2 separate regions of the Sus scrofa genome follow, and region 2 is linked to region 1. The links are chromatin contacts, called in public targeted proximity ligation maps. All regions are on one chromosome and are shown on one strand. The core of a region is the stretch at or near the end of the contact, and the rest is flanking DNA. Distances in the headings are between cores, read along the strand shown.

Region 1 (3,552 bases), core at 497-2,996:
AGCGCTCTAATTTCTACCCATCTTGTTCCTTCCTAACCTAGCCCCTCCTCTTTCCCATACAGATTCTAGGAACTTCCACACAGCTTATATTCCAGATGGGAACACTGAGGGGAGAGAAGCGCAAGAGCTAGGACTAGATGGGAAAACAGAGACCCTGGCCAGGGCTGTTCCACTTTCTGGGAAATTCCTAAGGGAGAAGGACAAGATCTTTCCACAGAAAGCTGGGTCCCAGTCTGACGGGGAGGCAGGACCCAACACTAATGATGAACACATTGCCAGAAGACCCAAGAGGCAGCCTCCAAGAGGCCTCAAGCTGGCATTAGGGTGGAATCTAAAGGGTTAATCCGAGAGGACTTCCTGGAAGAGAACATGGACACATTGTGAAGGGAGAGACAGGACCCAGCAAGGAGGAGAGAAGGGAGTGCATCCCACGGAGAAGCCTCAAAGCTCACAGGTGTGGAGTTCCCGCTGTGGCACACCAGAATCTGCGGTGTCTTTGGAGCCCTGGGACACAGGTTTGGCCCCAGGTCCCAGCACAGTGGATTAAGGGTCCGGTGTTGGTGCAGTTGTGGTGCAGTTTGCAATTGTGGCTTGGTTCTGATCTGATCCCTGCCCTGGGAACTCCATACGCCAAGGGGAGGCCAAAAAAAGAGGGGGGGGGGTTCACAGGTAATGAGGTGGGCGCAGAATTGGGATCCTGGGGTGGAAAGTCTTAGCACAAGGACATTCAGCCAGATCCTCAGAGCTCTTCCCCACATGACCTTCCATCTCAAAGTAGTAGAAACCCATGATCCAACTCCACCCAGTCAGGCCCTCTCACCACCACCACCCTGAGGCATGGGGGTTCCCCAGCCCATGTGGGCCCTGAAGGGGCTCCCCAGTTTAGGTCTCAGCCCTCAATGAGAAGAGGGGCTATGGAGGGGATTCCCTTTGTGGTTCCCTTCCTCATCCTGAGAAATAGCTGGCTGGGGTCCCCCCACCACCCCCAGGTTTAGGAGCAATTAAAAGGCAAAAAAAAAAAAAAAAAAATGGGGGCACAAAACAGGGCCTTCCTGGGGCTGTCCCAGGCAGGGATCATGCCCTTCCATGGACACCTCTCCGATGGGAATACATGACCTAAATTACATAAGGATGGGAGGGGCCCTGCTGGGTGCTTTTCAAAGTGCCTCCACATTTTTCTTCCCTAGTTGCCATGGAAGGCCGGCAGGGCCAGCACCAAAAAGTGGCCAAAGTCACCAGGTTGGAAGTGACAGAGCTGGCATTAATACCAAGATTTCCCCTAAATCTAAGCCAGGCTCTTTATTAAAAAACAAACAGGAATCCTCTGTAACTTATTTTTTAAATTACAAAATCAAACAGGCTCGTTGTAAACAAATGCAAAACGTTAGAGAACAGCGTGATTTACGATGTGAGAGGACAGTAATCCACTCCCAGAGGAATCGAGTTTGGTAATCCTCTGCTGTCTGCTTCCAGATTCTCTCCACGTCGCCAGAGATCAGATCTGGCCCAGCGGGCCCTCCCTGAGGGGCCCGGACCGGAATGCTAGGCCGGATGGAACAGGACCCCGCTGCAGCGGTGTGGCCTCGGCAGTGCCCCACGCTGCGTTCCCGGGGGCGGCCGAGCTGCCCTGGGCCCGACCCGGCTGCGCCGGGTGGGGCCCGGGGAAGCCGCTACGTCACGAGGCGGACGGGAGTGAGTCGCGCGCGGCCCAGCCAGGATTCCATTACATCACAGGACGGCCAGGAGCCGCGACTGGGTAAACACCGCTGCAAACCATTGGCTACCGTGCCTCCCTTCCAACCAATAGCACGAGAGTATGCAAATAAGCCAGAGGGCGTTCTCTTCCTTTGGATTTGGTACTGCAAACAGACTTCTCTGCCAGAATGAGGGTCCCAGGCTGAGGAAGGAAGGGGGCCGCGAAATCCGTAGAGAAGCTGGTTTGGGATTTTCCATCCCAAATCTGGTTCAGCCACTTCTCTGAAGAATAGAGTGTAATTAAGAATTCTTGAGCTATCTTTCCTGTTAGACCCTGCTTCTTGGAGATTCAGTGAACCTAAGAAATGATGCAAAAATTATTTAGGTCAACTTGGAGACGAAGAGGAGGAAGAAAGAAGAAACATAGAGTTACAGAAAGCTGGACCGTGCTTTGGAGACCATCTGGGTCTACCCTCTCTCTGGGGACACAGCAAAGAACAAAACAGACATAGCCCCTGTCCCCACGCCGTGGCTTACAAGCCCAGTTGTGGAAACTGCTGTTCAGCCACCTTGCAAATAAGAGAAAATGAACTGCAGTATGCCTACGAGTTATTTAATGAGGAACTGTAATTTAGGAGGGATGGTGGTGGATAAGGGAAATACTTTTTCTCCTTCCCCAGGAAGTAAGTTTTCTAGTGAGGAATATTTTTGAGGTGGAGCATGGTGGGGAGTGTTCCAGGGGGAGGAAACGGTATGTGGGAAAGGCCAGAGGTGAGAAAGAGCATCGCAGAGGGCATGTGCCAGACACTGAGCAAAGCACTTTCCTTGCTTTGTCTCTTCTTCCTTCTTTCAACAGCCCTCAGGTGGGTTCTCTTTAGTATTTGGGGAACCGGGGCTCCAAGAAGCTAAATAACATGCCTGATGCCACATGGCTGAGAAATAGCAGAGCAACGATTTGTATCCAGGCTGGTGTGGCCTCAAGTCTAGGCACTGAACTGCTAGTGACTGCCTCCTGGATTAGAGTCTGAAGTTCAGAGAGGTGAAGGGATTTACCCCAAATTTCACAGCTTGCAACAGAGCTAGGACCCCGCTCCCCAGAGGTCTGCAGATTTTTCACTGTTTTGTGAAGGAAGAAAGGGCTCAAGAATGAGGAAAGGGACAGGGAGGGAGGGAGGGGAAGGAGGGTGGGGAGAAAAAGGGTCCTCCCTGCCCAGTCCTTAGGGTCTCCTTGAACTTGCCTAGAACTTGGGGTTTGCTGAAGTGGAAATAGACTTTTTTTTTTTTTTTTGGCTTTTTTAAGGACCACTCCTGCCGCATATGGCAGTTCCCAGGCTAGGGGTCAAATCAGAGCTACAGCTGCCAGCCTAGGCCACAGCCACAGCAATTCGGGATCCTAGCTGAGTCTGCAGCCTACACCACAGCTCATGGCAATGCCAGATCCTTAACCTACTGGTCAAGGGCAGGGATCAAACCTGTGTCCTCATGGACACTAGTCAGGTTCATAACCTGCTGAGCCACAACCAGAACTCCAGGTAGACGTTTTTAAGCACCCTTCTCTGGGGGTCTGCTGCTAACCTGCAGGCAGGTGCCCTGGAGGCTGCGAGGGGACTGGCCTGCCAGAGCAGCCCAGATTAGCTGGATCTTGTGTGCTCTCCAGGTTGCCAAGCGACGCTGCTCCTCGGCTCTTACCAGACGATCCAGCTCTGGTTACCAGTGACAACCCTCAGGGGAGGGCCTGGAGAGACAAAGAGGCAGGCAGGAGAACCAGGGAGGCCAGCCTAGCCCTTCACTCTATGGATCAACCAGGCAGTGGGGTGGGAGTCCCTTTGCTTTCTGGCGAACTTTGGGCCTGTCTCT
Region 2 (3,552 bases), core at 561-3,060, 56 kb before region 1:
TCTCAGAAGAAGCTCGGATCTAGCATTGCTCTGGCTGTGGTGTAGGCCAGAATCTGCCGCTCAGATTCAACCCCTAGCCTGGGAACTACCATATGCCGCAGATTCAGCCCTAAAAAGAAAGGAAAAAAAAAAAGAAAGAAAAAAGATGTCAAGGAGTTCCCATCATGGCTCAGCGGAAAGGAATCTGACTAGTATGCTAGTATCCAGGAGGACTCAGGTTCGATCCCTGGCCTCACTCAGTGGGTTAAGGATCCAGCTTTGCCATGAGCTGTGGTGTAGGTCACAGGTGCGGCTCAGATCCTTGCGTTGCTGTGACTGTGGTGGCAGCGACAGCTCCAATTCGATCTCTAGCCTGGGTACTTCCATATGCTGCAGGGGTGGCCCTAAAAAGCCAAAATAAAATAAAATAAAAATAAAAGACCACTCCGGCGCCCATGGAGAGTGGGTGGGCCGAGGAGCACGGATGGACGTGGGGGCTGGGTGAGAGCCGAAGCAAGGGGTGGAGATGGAGTGAAGCTTTCTCAGAGATAGAATGCGCCATGTGTGGCGATGGACGGGCTGTGCAGGGGCCGCGCAGGGGAAGGAAGGGGTGCCTGGAGGACAACGGCTTGGGAGGAGGTGGTACCAGGCCCTGGGAGCAGACAGGCCAGGAGTGAGGATGCTGTGCTTTCTCCTGTCTCGTCGCTCTCCCTGTCGCTCATTAAGCTCCTGCCGCACCAGCCTCCTTTTGGTCCCTTAGACGCTCCAATCTCATTCCCACAGCGGGACCTTTTGACCCATTGTCCCTCCGGCAGGAACACTGTGCCCCAGCCCTTGGCCGGGCTGGGTCCGCCTCCTGGCCAGGTCTCCACCCAGATGCCGCCTCCTCGGAGAAGCTTTCCCTGACCACCCCCACCCTGCTGCCCTGTTGTGTTACTGCCTGCAACCTATTTGTTCACTCGTCCATCAGAGGCCCCCTCCCACCAGAAGGTAGGCTCCGTGGCAGGGGTGTCTTGGTCTCATATACGAGGTACTTTCCAGCGACTGCTGAGTCAGTCATTGCCAGACGGACCAATGCATTAAGATGACGTTGTTTGGAAGCCAGGCTAGGCTAGGGCTGCAGCTTTCAGAGCCATGGCATGGAGACGGCGATTTAAGCTCCAGGAGAGGCAGAGAACACCCAGGGCAAGAAGGCAGGGTAAGGAGTTCCTCTCATGGCTCAGTGGTAATGAACCCAAATAGCGTCCATGAGGACGCAGGTTCGATCCCTGGCCTTGCTTGGTAGGTTAAGGATCCGGCGTTGCTGTGAGCTATGATGTAGGTCACAGAGGTGGTTTGGGTCCCACATGGCTGTGGCTGTGGTGTAGGCTGACAGCTACAGCTCCAATTCGACACCTTTTCTGGGAATTCCCATATGCCACGAGGGTGGCCCTAAATAGGCAAAAAAAAAAAAAAAAATGCAGGGTAAGAGAAAGTCTTCAGACCATCCTGAGGCCCTGGGCATGCAAGCTTTGGGCAAGTTTACAGGAGGTGCTAGTACAGGACCCTCAGGGAGAGGGGAGACAGGGAGGAGGCAAAGCAAGACACCCCCACCCCACACAGCTGGGAGCTGGGGAGCCTGGATTCAACCCACGCTGGCTCCGGGTGGGGGGACAGCACCCCCCCCCCCCCGTGCCCCGACAAAGTCTACATCAATCATCTCAGTTTCCCTAGGTGGGTGTAATCCTTGCCCCTCTTCACTAGGAGGGAGAGGGTTAGGGACCCAGAGAGGGCGGACTCAGTATCATGCTGGAGCCCAGTTCTCAGCCTCGCCTCTCCACCTCACTGAGCTTCTTCTGCACCTGTCACGGAAGCCACCATGGGGACAGCTGTGAAGAGGAGGGAGAGGTCGGCAGAGGCATGAGCGGCCAGTAGCCGCTGAGAGAAGAACTGTAAAAGCAGGTTCAAGAATCCACTCCGGGTGGATCCTGACTCGCCAGTGCCGCCAGAGTAGACAGAAGCCACACTGGAGAGGATGGAGGGGTGAGGACGCGGGACAAGCACGCGTGGATAACTTTGGAGAAGTTTGGCTGCAAAGACGAGACAAGACACGGATTAGTAACTGGAGGAGCCTTGGGTGCAGAGGACGGCTATTTTAAGGTGGAAGAAACCCGAGCGTGTGAAGTTGGAGCCAGCAGAGAAGGAGTGGTTAAAGGAGCATTAAGGAAACTAAAGTGAAGGGGGTGGGGCGCAGAGGAATCAGAGGGGGTCCTTTCTCAGGGACCCGTGGAAAGCCCCTGCCTCCAGAGGTCTGGAGACAGAGCGGAGGGATTCTTGCCCCAGGACGCCCCCTTTCGGTGAGAAGTAGGAGATAAGGCATCTGAGCAGAGGGAGGGAGGGGCTAGGGGCGGGGCAGAGGTGAGAGTGGGGGCGGGGCAGAGGTGAGAGTGGGCGTGGTTTGCAGGAATTCGGCAAATGGGCGGGAGAGAGCTGCCCAAAGCAGAGAGGGTCCTGTGGGGTCTGGTGACCATTCTTGGGGCCATCCGTCCGCCCGGGGCGCGATGTTCTTTGGGGGCACCCAGCAGCCATCCAGGGCCGAGGTTCTACCAGGAGGGCTCCCCTGGAGGACTGAGGTCAGGCAAGGGGCGAGAGGGACTGGGGTCACCGGCTGCGGAGTCTGACCTGGAGAAGGAAGTGGGGGCGGGGAGGCGCCGACGGATGGGGAGGAAGTAGAGACCAGTGCAAATGCTGGAAAGCGCAGGGCGGAAGAACCGAAGGTGTGACCCTGAAGCCTCTGAAGGAGGGGCTTCGGGAGAGGAGCAGTTGGGCGCTGTGTCGAGGTTAACCGAGCAGCCGAGCAGCCGTGGGTGTGGGCAACTCGGCTGAAGCCTCAGCCCTGCCGGCAGGAGGCAGGCCTCGCAGAAGAGGCTGCAGCTTGAAAGCGAAGCTTCCAAGGAAGATGAGGGGTGTGTGTGTGTGTGTGTGTGTGTGTGTGTGTGTGTGTGTGTGTGTTGAGCATTCACACTTACAAAGGAGTAAACTGTAGAAAAAAAAAGCCCACCCTGGACTTCCTGTCGTGCCTCAGTGGAAATGAATCTGACTAGTATCCATGAGGATGCAGGTTCGATTTCTAGCCTCCCTCAGTGGGTTAAAGGCCCGGGGTTGCCTTATGTAGCAAGAAGCCTCCTGCACCCCCTCCCTCCACATCTCAGCCTGCAGGCCCCATCCCAGCACACCAAAACCTGAGGGTGGGGAGCACAGAAACTCCTTGCCACCCCCAGTTTCGAAATCCATCATTCCCTGGCTCCCAAGATAGCCCACTCCCGGCTTCCCTCCCACCTCCCTGGGCGACCCTCCTCTGCGGCCTTGCCAGCTCCTCTTGTGTCCTGCCTTTAAGTGGTGGCCCACTGAGCTTCCTCCCTTCTCATCCCAACCTGGTCCCTTCCCACAGCTCCATCTGTCTCTAGCCACACGAGGGCCCAAGTCTCTCTTCTGAGTCCCAGTCCCATACACTAATTGCCCACCTTGGATGTGCTTCAAACTTGACACACCAGAACCGGACCCATCAGCCACCCCTTCTGCCTGCGCACCCCC

The links.
Region 2: a contact with region 1 is called in a targeted proximity ligation map of skeletal muscle. A contact is called at or near these places in 30 of 47 Hi-C or Micro-C datasets (adipose tissue, alveolar macrophages, blood and 15 more) and 2 of 2 datasets of targeted methods (alveolar macrophages and skeletal muscle).

The regions. Positions count from the first base shown.
Region 1 is chr5:17,377,790-17,381,341 of Sscrofa11.1, reverse strand. No RefSeq gene overlaps it. Among named protein-coding and RNA genes, the nearest start is that of GRASP, 22 kb to the right of the region's middle.
Region 2 is chr5:17,433,704-17,437,255 of Sscrofa11.1, reverse strand. No RefSeq gene overlaps it. Among named protein-coding and RNA genes, the nearest start is that of ATG101, 17 kb to the right of the region's middle.